3 separate regions of the Mus musculus genome follow, and regions 2 and 3 are each linked to region 1. A link is a contact called in public Hi-C and HiChIP or PLAC-seq data. All regions are on one chromosome and are shown on one strand. Each heading gives the region's core, a stretch centred on a gene start, on an enhancer-like site or on the middle of the called end of the contact. The rest is flanking DNA. Distances are from core to core; before and after follow the strand shown. Region 1 holds the start of Spon1 (spondin 1, (f-spondin) extracellular matrix protein). Region 2 overlaps Spon1 (spondin 1, (f-spondin) extracellular matrix protein). Region 3 overlaps Spon1 (spondin 1, (f-spondin) extracellular matrix protein).

Evidence for each region. Hi-C and Micro-C count contacts between places; a contact is called where the count stands out from the background. HiChIP or PLAC-seq counts read pairs in DNA pulled down with a chosen protein or histone mark.
Region 2: an H3K27ac HiChIP or PLAC-seq map of SST interneurons shows a contact between it and region 1, with 2.8 times the contacts expected there. The contact joins the enhancer-like site here to the promoter of Spon1 in region 1. A contact is called at or near these places in 4 of 39 promoter capture datasets (cranial neural crest, embryonic stem cells, hematopoietic stem and progenitor cells and 1 more), 2 of 15 datasets of contacts at CTCF or cohesin (large pre-B cells and stem cell-derived epiblast-like cells), 18 of 484 Hi-C or Micro-C datasets (the G1E-ER4 cell line, the N1E-115 cell line, the P5424 cell line and 10 more), 7 of 115 datasets of contacts at active chromatin or transcription factors (SST interneurons, cardiomyocytes, embryonic hindbrain and 4 more) and 4 of 9 other capture datasets (adipose tissue, embryonic stem cells, liver and 1 more).
Region 3: a contact with region 1 is called in a Hi-C map of uterus, with 3 times the contacts expected there. The contact joins the enhancer-like site here to the promoter of Spon1 in region 1. A contact is called at or near these places in 7 of 39 promoter capture datasets (3T3-L1-derived adipocytes, cranial neural crest, frontonasal cranial neural crest and 4 more), 13 of 484 Hi-C or Micro-C datasets (ECoMG-derived neutrophils, the P5424 cell line, embryonic stem cells and 7 more), 6 of 115 datasets of contacts at active chromatin or transcription factors (SST interneurons, T-cell acute lymphoblastic leukemia, embryonic forebrain and 2 more) and 2 of 9 other capture datasets (adipose tissue and liver).

What each region holds. Positions count from the first base shown.
Region 1 is chr7:113,764,381-113,767,417 of GRCm38.p6, reverse strand. Spon1 (spondin 1, (f-spondin) extracellular matrix protein) reads right to left here and starts at 1,420. Exons shown (of 16, transcript NM_145584.2): 1 at 852-1,420. The coding sequence starts at 1,089.
Region 2 is chr7:113,877,631-113,880,667 of GRCm38.p6, reverse strand. Spon1 (spondin 1, (f-spondin) extracellular matrix protein) reads right to left here. Exons shown (of 16, transcript NM_145584.2): 4 at 1,418-1,491. Among named protein-coding and RNA genes, the nearest start is that of Spon1, 110 kb to the right of the region's middle. Within about 2 kb of position 1,582, at least 8 of the 459 cell types and tissues checked have an H3K27ac peak or open chromatin away from gene starts, as enhancers often do. A contact at or near this core is called in the N1E-115 cell line and SST interneurons, where this site is marked.
Region 3 is chr7:113,858,107-113,861,143 of GRCm38.p6, reverse strand. All of the region lies in intron 3 of Spon1 (spondin 1, (f-spondin) extracellular matrix protein), which reads right to left. Among named protein-coding and RNA genes, the nearest start is that of Spon1, 94 kb to the right of the region's middle. Within about 2 kb of position 1,428, at least 6 of the 459 cell types and tissues checked have an H3K27ac peak or open chromatin away from gene starts, as enhancers often do. A contact at or near this core is called in uterus, where this site is marked.

The DNA of each region.
Region 1 (3,037 bases), core at 171-2,670:
CCAGAAATCGCCCACCTGCTTGTACTGCCTTTCCCTGTGCTCTGAGCCCTACTCTCTACTGAGCTGCGTAAAGCTGGGCATCCCCAGGGCGCACAGCGTCTAGGCCGCCAGAATCAGAATCGCGTTCTGGGAATCCTGGGTCTGTTTTCTATCGTCACATTCCACCTTCCATTGAGAGACTACCCGTGTTGGGTTGTTTGTTTGTTTGTTTGTTTGTTTGTTTTTGAGGACCCTATTGCCATTGAAACCTGTCCTGGAAATCCAAGGGTCTCTGTCTTCTCCTGGGACATAAGAGAGTAATTCGGGGATCTTTCTGTGGACCCTTCAGGTTCCTCCTTCCCCTAACCTGAGACTGGTTAGGGACCCATCCAGGAAGTGAGAGTCCTGCTTGATCTAGAAGCTGGTATCTCTCCTTCGAGGATGAAAACCATGGGAAGAGATGCCCTACCTGGGACCCACCTGAGAGTACCCTCTTCCCCAGAGAGCGATAAGGAGAAATGTGTGTGTGTACTTCACTCTCGCCAACAGCTGGAGCGAAGTCGGGCTCCCTCCCAGCCAGGCTGGTGTGATGTGTGGCTCGGCTGTATTCCCCGGCTCGGGAACCCTGCGTTGGAGACCGGGGCTGTCTCTCCTGCCTGTAGCCTCCCCGACGGCCCCCTCCTCCCCCGACACTGTCTTGTTGGGTATAGTATAGAGCTGGCAGCTAAGGGGCTCAGGGCAGCCAGGTCACGGCCCCGGGCTGGGATGCGCAGACGTGGTACACTCGGGGACTGCGCTCCCGGCTCCAGCCTTGCTCGGGTCAGTGCCCTAGGGGTTCCTAGATCTCCGGTCCCCAACGCCATTCCACTCACCTCGGTAGCTGCTTCCTGGCTTATAGAAGTCAGGGTCGCCTTCCACGCGGAGGCTGAACTCCGTGTATCCCTCACGCCGTGTGCCCTGGGCGCGCAAGATGCGGCTGCAGTAGCCCTCCGACTTGGTCACTTTGTCCAGGGTCTCATCTGAGAAAGCTAGCGCTGCGGCCAGGGGCAGCGCGAGGGCCAGCAGCGCCGGACCCCGGCTAAGCCTCAGGGACACGGGAGACAGCCTCATCCTCGAGGGCCCCCCAACTTTATGCGGATGTTGCAGACCCTGTCAGGACACTCCTGCTCCAAGTGACGGGAGCTGCAGAGGCGAAACCTGGAGGAGCCCGGGTGGCGCTGGCGGTGGGGAGACCGTGCCCGCCTCGCTTTGGCGGCTGCGGAGCTGCGCTGCTCTGAGCGGAGCCGAGCAGCGGAGCTGAGGGGCGGGCGGTGGCGAAGGAGCGCGAAGAGGGAGGGCTGATTTGCGCCCGGATCCCCCAGCGCAGTGCTGTTTTGTTTCTGAGCTGGCGATTAGCGGGCGCTCTGGTGTTTGTTTTGTGAAGCTGGATTCCCAGGGTCTGGTGGGAGAGAGCCGGGATACGCAGACACGTGCTGGCTCAATCTACCCTGCCACCAACGAGGCTGCTTCCTCGGTATCCAGTTCCAGCTTGGGTCCTGTGGACCACAGTGCTCTGAGGAGGGAAAGCCTGCCAACTTAACTTTTGTTGCAAACCTACTCAGTGCCAGGCTGCGCTGCTGCAAGGTTTCCCCGCGGCGGCATCAGTCTACCACGTGCACTAGCGCCACACACCGTAATCATTTATTTATAGACAAGCAGATCCCCGCAGGCCACCTTTGCTGTGCTGGCCCGCTGCCTCTTACCAGGCCACCATATAACATATCACGCTAGAGGACCAGCAAGGAGCCCGAGACTTAGGCCCTGAGAGCAGCTGGCACAATGCCTTGGCCATAATTTTGAAGATTTTTTAAAATGTTTTTCTTTTAAAACAAGAGGAAAAGTTACTATTGAAGAAAATATTTTTTGCTACATATTAGTTTATTCAGCAGTGTATCTAAGCAATCATAAACTGTGAGGTTTTAAGAAGGAGGGGGCTTACAAAAATAAGTGTCTATTGCTTAGGAGCCTGGCCATTTTGAAATGTTCAAAGAAGGGCCTGTGTTTTCTTGGCTTAGATATTTAGTTCAGGCTCTTAGCCTCCAGGGACAGGTTTTTGGGAGAGGCCATAAGCCGGAATCTCTCTCAATGTCTCTCTGCCTCAGCCTTGTCATTTATCCATTGTGAGGTTAGGTCAGACATCCTTTCCAAGCGTGTTCCCTGCCCAGGAAGCATGGGGCAGGAGCGGGCGGCAGCTATTGAACCAGAGCTGTGTATGCCGAAATTTGGCAAAATCTCTCATGTGGAATACTTTGCCTCAGGAGACACCCTACTTGAAGATACCTGAATGCCATTGCTGCACACAAGCCTCCCCTGCCCCCAATGCCCTGAAAGGCTGCATTATTCTCCTTTATTCTTCCCAGGGCCTTGAATACTTCTCAAGTGCCTGCATCTAACAAGCAGTTTCGTCCACTTTCCAGACTCGCCTTTCCTCTTCCTCTTAGATTACAAACAGCCCAATAGAGCCATCAATACTGGAAATTCCATTCCTCACCCCATCCACTAACCACTGATCCCTCAGTCCTATGGTGTGACTTGTACTACCACCGTCAACTGGATGCTATCTTTCAGAAGTCACTGAGGAATAAGCCTTGTGGAAGGCCTTGTGTACTTCTCAGCCTTAGGAGAAAGCATGAGAACTGGACCTCAGCCTCTGATCCAACAGACCAGCTCTCTCCTATGTGCATCTTCAGATCTGGACTGTAGAGTGAGCCAGCTGACTCAGGGTTCTAGACTGACTCCATGTTTGGGTTCCCATTCCCCCCAGCAAGCTTTGTTGCATGTACCTGAATCTAGGCTCTATGCCTAGCACTAGAAGACAGGAAAAAAATTCATCCATCCATTCAACAATCCACCCATCCATCATTCATTGAATGCATCCATCTATCCAACCACCATGTCTTTCTTTCCAAATACCTTGGGTAGAGATTTGCTCCTCCACATACACCCATTCATCCATCATCCATCAACCAACCAACCATCCATCCATCCATCATCCATTCATCCATCTATCATCTATCCA
Region 2 (3,037 bases), core at 333-2,832, 110 kb before region 1:
TATAGTTGGAGAGGATTATTCCTTCTGAAAAGGCTAATTGCTGGAAAGGCAAATAAAAATTCTGCAAAAATGAATAGAAATGAGATAGCTAAGCTGTATAATTATAGAGCATTTTCCATTTTCATTGGGTTACCTAATAACTTCTAAACCAGTTCCGATGTTTAAAGTCTTATTTTTTCACAACAAATTAATGAACAAGCATTTGAACATAGACAGCAATAGCTACCATGCACGTACACACACACACACATACAAACACACACACACACACACACACACACACACACACACACACATGCATCCACATTCAATCTTGCGTGTATGATGTGTGTGCTTGTCTGGGTTGGAGTCTGTGAATGCAAGTATGCCTTTGCACTTCTATGGGGCTCAGAGGACAATCTCAGGTGTCAGTCCTTACATTTGATCTTGTTGGGAACAGGTTCTCTTGTTGTTTTCAACCTGTAGATGTCAGGCTAGCTGCGCTGGGAGCACCCAGGAATTGCCACCTCTGCTTCCATCTCATATGTTACAGATGAATGATGGGATTGCAGGGCTGAAGCACCATGTCCAGCTTTATGTGAAGTCTGGGGCTCTGAACTCAAGCCCTCAAAGTTGCATGGTAAGAACTTTACTCACGGAGCCATTTCCTTGGCTTATTGTACGTTATTAAATCACATGGTGTGGGGGTGGAAGGGCAGGCTGCACAACAGAAGCAGATCTAAGCTAGGCATAATCTGAGCCCAGGCCCCATCTGTAAACACACGGTCTACTTTATTAGGATGCTCCAATCCCAGGCTCAGGGGTAGCTCAGAGCTAAAGTGCTTAGTTAGCATGCACAAGGCACCAGATATGATCCCTAGCACCAGAAAAAGGACATCTATTAGAATATTTCACTCTAAGTAAAGGGTGTTTATGAACTTGCAGTCTGAGGACCAGACTTGGAAGTGGTAAAATCACAAGGTTAGTGTCCCCCTACCCTCCAACCCATGACACTCCTGTCTGCTACTGGTCTTTTTTTGGGAGAAAAGCTCCATATTATTCAGGTGCCATGCAAGTTCTGAGGGTGGTTATTCCAGAGAGCCACCATAGGCTTTTTAAAGGTACACAACTGTGCATTCCTTAATTAAGTCCTGTGAATTATTCCAAGGAACCTCTTCAGAATAATCACTGTTTCACAAAAATAAGAAGACAGCACCAATATAAGGTACATTATCTCCTACCCAGGGAATCAAGCCGAGTAATTAGAGCTTAAGGCGGATCCAATTATCCATAGCACACAGCCAGATTAAAAATCAGAGCTACGTGAGGAGGCAGGGCCCAGGGGAATTCAGAAAGCCCTGTTGCCTGAATTTCTGCAGCCAGCTTAACCTGAAAGAGCCCTCCCTCACCTCTCCCTCCCCCGTCTGCATGTTCTTACCCTGTTCACACAGCTTCTTGGTCAGGGAGCCCTCGTCTTGAAAATAAATTATGCGTTTCTGTACAATGCTGGCCCTGTGGGGAAAGAAGACATCAACACAGTGGTGAGATGGGCAGGTTTAGAGGGACAGTCAAACACAATCCTTGCTTAGAAGCCCATGTTCGGTGGCTCTGTGTGCTGTTTCCCAAGCTCTGTGTGCTTCTGTCTCTTCATTCATAAGCAGACAAGCAATACCTGCCCCATGATGTCACCCTGAGAACTGCCAGGCAATGTATGTCAGCAGCCTAGCACGTGCCTATAAACCATTCCCTCCCCATTAGGTGCTGGATTACTATTGATGGCACTGCTATTAAAGTAAGAAAGTAAACCAAGGACATTTTCAGCATCTTTTCTCAATGGCTCATTTTCCCATCCTCTTCCTAGTAAATGATGGAGGCTGTTTATAGACCCACCACATTCAGATTTCAGAAGCATGTCAAATCCTTCTCCTGAAGGGAAAAGAGGAATCTAAAACTATTTTTTTTATTTGTTCTAAAAATGTCATTCTATATCATTCCTGAAAGTCTAGACAAAACCGTCTCCTACACTCTGAACAAAGACCGCGTCAGCTGCGGTCTTTCTCCCTTGAACACGTCAAACGTGGGCTCTTAGAATTTAGAAAGCATAGTTTGAGGTTGCAAATGACTTAGCTTTGGTCAGCACATATTTCCTCTTTCCTTTGTGACAGAACAGAAATGCAGTTTCTCCCTTAACTCATTCTCTGTTTATTTTCCATTGGCCTGGAGAAGGATGGATCCTGAAACCCAGTGTTCCAGCAATTTAAGAGTCTACAACACTTAAAATTGAGCTGGTGCCGATAAATCTCGAGCCATTTCTATTGATTTTCTTCAGCAATGCTACTCAATCAAAAGGTAATTTTCACTTCGATTCACCCTATTTAACAGATAAAGGCATCCCTGACTCCATTAGAGCTGACCGCACTGAACAACGGTCTGACGGCCATGATTCCAGACCTAGGAACTGGCCCACGTTCTCTGTGGGGATCTGTGCTGAGTAGAGACAATTTCCCCAATGGTCTGGGCAAAGGCCAAGATGACTTTCCAAAGAAATGTCTATGCTACATCCAGTCTTGCACAAAAGAGTACAACTCAGGCCAGCTTTACAGATGTCTTTTACAGTCTTTCCCCACCCAAGAGAGACAAGATGTTGAAATAAGTAAATGAAATATGCTTCCTGTCTACACAAAACGACTTTGATCATTTTATCTATTCTCTGGACCATTAAGTGGGAAAGTTCCCTCAGACCAAAAGAGTAATAGCCATCCCTACCTCAAAACCAAGTAGCAAAGCCTCTTGTTCTTACTTGTCAGGGTGCCTCTCTCACCCTGGGCCTGAGGGACCCTTGCAGGAGCATAGACCTCCTAGGAACAGTCTAAGAATCACAGTTCTGGTTCAGTGGAAGGCTCCTTCCTTTTGTCTTCTTGTAGTATTTACGGGCACATTTTCAACAAATTGATTGCCAGAGGGCATGTTTAGTGGCTGGCACTGAGGAGGGTACCCGGGGCCATTATGAACAATAGGGATGAGGGCTACTCGGCTCATTCCCAAAGTTCATATCACA
Region 3 (3,037 bases), core at 179-2,678, 94 kb before region 1:
CATCTATATATGGGCACAGGAATGGCCGTTACCTCCATGGGGGCAGCACAGTGGACTTCCTGGTAGTACTTCCCATGGTGGATCCAAAGGTCAAGTCTTTGCAAGGTCTGTGCCCCATCAATGTTTTATGTTTGCCAATAAAGGCTTTTTTAAAAAACATCAGAATGAGATATGATTTCTGGAGGATTCAGTGTCAAGTATGTTTCTGTTACAAAGTACCATAGTCTACAAGGAACCAAGATGGCAGGATGCTTTTGTTAGGAGGCTATCTGATAATGAGCTGTTCTAATGAGACTACACAGACTTAATGTGCCTCTACCCCAAAGCATCAATATGCATCATGCTTCCTTGGGCTGAGGTAGCTACCTTTTTTAAAAAGTAAAATTTGTAATTCAAGCTTTAGCTAACTTGGATTCTTTTCTGTTCAAGCTGAGCTGGAGAAGCCCAGGAGACCCTTGAAGCCAGAGGTCTAATGTCACCATCTGGCCCAGTTTGCAACACTATTGTGCTGGACAGTCAGCAGAAAATGTTAATACATTCTCATCACCCATACCCTCCTTTGGAGGAGTAAGCCAGTTTGTGGAGGAGTAAACTGTTCTGCCTTGCAACATATTTTTAGTGAAACCAGTTAGTGGCCATTGATTAAGACCACTGACTAATAATACCTGAGCCAAAGTCATCAATGTGCTGGATGTAGGGCACACTAGCTATGTCTGCATTGGGATAGCAGGAGAACTGTACATATCAAATGGTGCAAGCTGGCCAACTTGAATTCTTTATTTATTTATTTTTCCCAGGGGTGTGATGGTTTGTATATCCTTGAACCAGAGAGTGGCACCATCTGGAGGTGTGGCCTTGTTGGAATAGGTGTGACCTGGTTGGAATGGGTGTGTCACTGTGGGTGGGCATAAGATCCTCACCCTAGTTGCCTGGAAGTCAGTCTTCCACTAGCAGCCTTTGGATGGAGACATAGAACTCTCAGCTCTGCCTGTGCCATGCCTGCCTGGATACTGCCATGCTCCCACCTTGATAATAATGGACTGAACCTCTGAACCTGTAAGCCAGCCCCAAGTAAATGTTGGTTTTTTTTTTTTTTTTTTATAAGACTTGCCTTGGTCATGGTGTCTGTTCACAGCAGTAAAACTCTAACTAAGACACGGGGTGACTAGGAAATTAAGAGAACAAGGGCTGGGCCTGAGTCTAGTATGAGAAACAACTGTCTAGAATGCTCTTCTTCTGGAGCTTGTGGGATGTTCCACTGTGATCCACTGTCACCATGGCTGCCTGGCACGATATCACAGCTTGTCCTTTGAAGGCCTTAACTGTTGTATTTGAGCAACAGACTTCCAGCCTGGAGGTCAACTGTGCAAGAGAAACTCCACGTGGGAGCCTACAGCGAGCTGGTTTCCACTTGGATCCTTTGGGCTCTTGTTGTTGTTGTTGTTGCTAGGCCTCATCAGCATGAAAATGAACTTGTTTTGATTTGCTACTGTCTGTCTTCTATTAGGAAACTGTTATTAGGAAAATCACATTAATTAGCTGCAGCTGAGGAGAGACTGTGGCTATTTTGGGGCTGCAGCTGCAAAGTCTCTTTGCAGTCTGACTGCTGACTACATTTTAACAACCGGCAGAATAAATAGTCTCGGGGTACATTTAATCACATTAATTTTGTTTTCCTCTATCTCTATTGCTGTTTAGAATTGTTGGTTAATCTACATTAAATAATCTGATGCTATTAGCATACTTTCAAGCAATCCTATTTCTCTCTGTTATATTATATTATAAAACTTAATGATAAATTTATGAACTTTATTCATGAAAACAGATCATTAAATTTTATCCTCAAAGCTGGCTTATCAACTGAAGTATTTGTCTAAGTTTAAAAAAAATCACATTTTACAACTATATAGGGTAACAGAATTGGATGGGTGGATACTTGTGTGGAATGACAGGCAGAAGAGAGCTAAATGGTGTGAAACATCTAAGTTCTAATCCTAATTAATTTATTACTCATTTTTATCAACACTATGAAACAAAAGTAGTAGACAAGGCACGATAGAGCTTTGCGGTCAGGCAGATTGTGTTTAATCCTGACTCTGTAGTAGTTGAATGATCTGCAATCTGTTTCCTGCCCTTCTCTTCAAATTGGGCTCAGTGTCTGCTTTATGACACTCTTGTGAGTGCTCATAGGCTGAGCTGGTATAGAAATGGCCTAGCATAAGGCAGGTGCTTGGAAGGTGTCATCCGTTCCTCTTCCTCTAATTTCTCATGAGCTTATGCCTATTCTATACAACTAGAGAGTTAGCTGACCTCTGAAGAGGTCCAAGATTCTCTTGCTCACCTCTGCGTACTACACTGACCTGCTGGAGACTACTAGTGAGTCTTACAGCTCCCATGACTCAGCATTGTTATCAGACAGTTTAACAGAAACTATCAGTGCTGGTGTTACAAGCATGCATCATCATACCAACAAGTACCTCCTTCTTCTGCTGTAAACAACAACAACAAAGCCAAGGAAGAGACATAATCAAAGCCATCTACATCTGTGAAGATGTTCAGTGGATCTGGAGCCCAAGGAGTCTGACCTACCTTACCCTCTTTCCCCTGTCTCCTGGGTGGCAAGAGAATCTCAAACCGAAGCTACTAGGCAAAAGCATCAGGGTGAAGACAACCAACTGCAGCCCCCAGAGAATCCTGCCCATCAGAAAGAAAATCCAGCAAAGCTTGGCAAAGAAGAGATGAGCCTGGTTTGTCTTGGATTTTCTCCTCTGGGTCTTTTTGCTCCTGTTCAAATCCCACCACTTTTATTCCTCCATCATGATCGTGATGCTAACCATTAGGGAACAGCTGGGGGCAAGTGGGGGGAGGGACAGAAACCCTGTGTGACCAAGTCAGGTGGCCCAGGATGAAACCAGTCATGCTCAGTAGAGCTCAGCTTGAGGACTTTTACCTGTCTTAATCCAGAGCCCACTTGCAAGGTACAAACTTTGTTGCCAGCCCCTCTCAACAGCTTGCGGAGCATCTGGCTCTTCAGTGG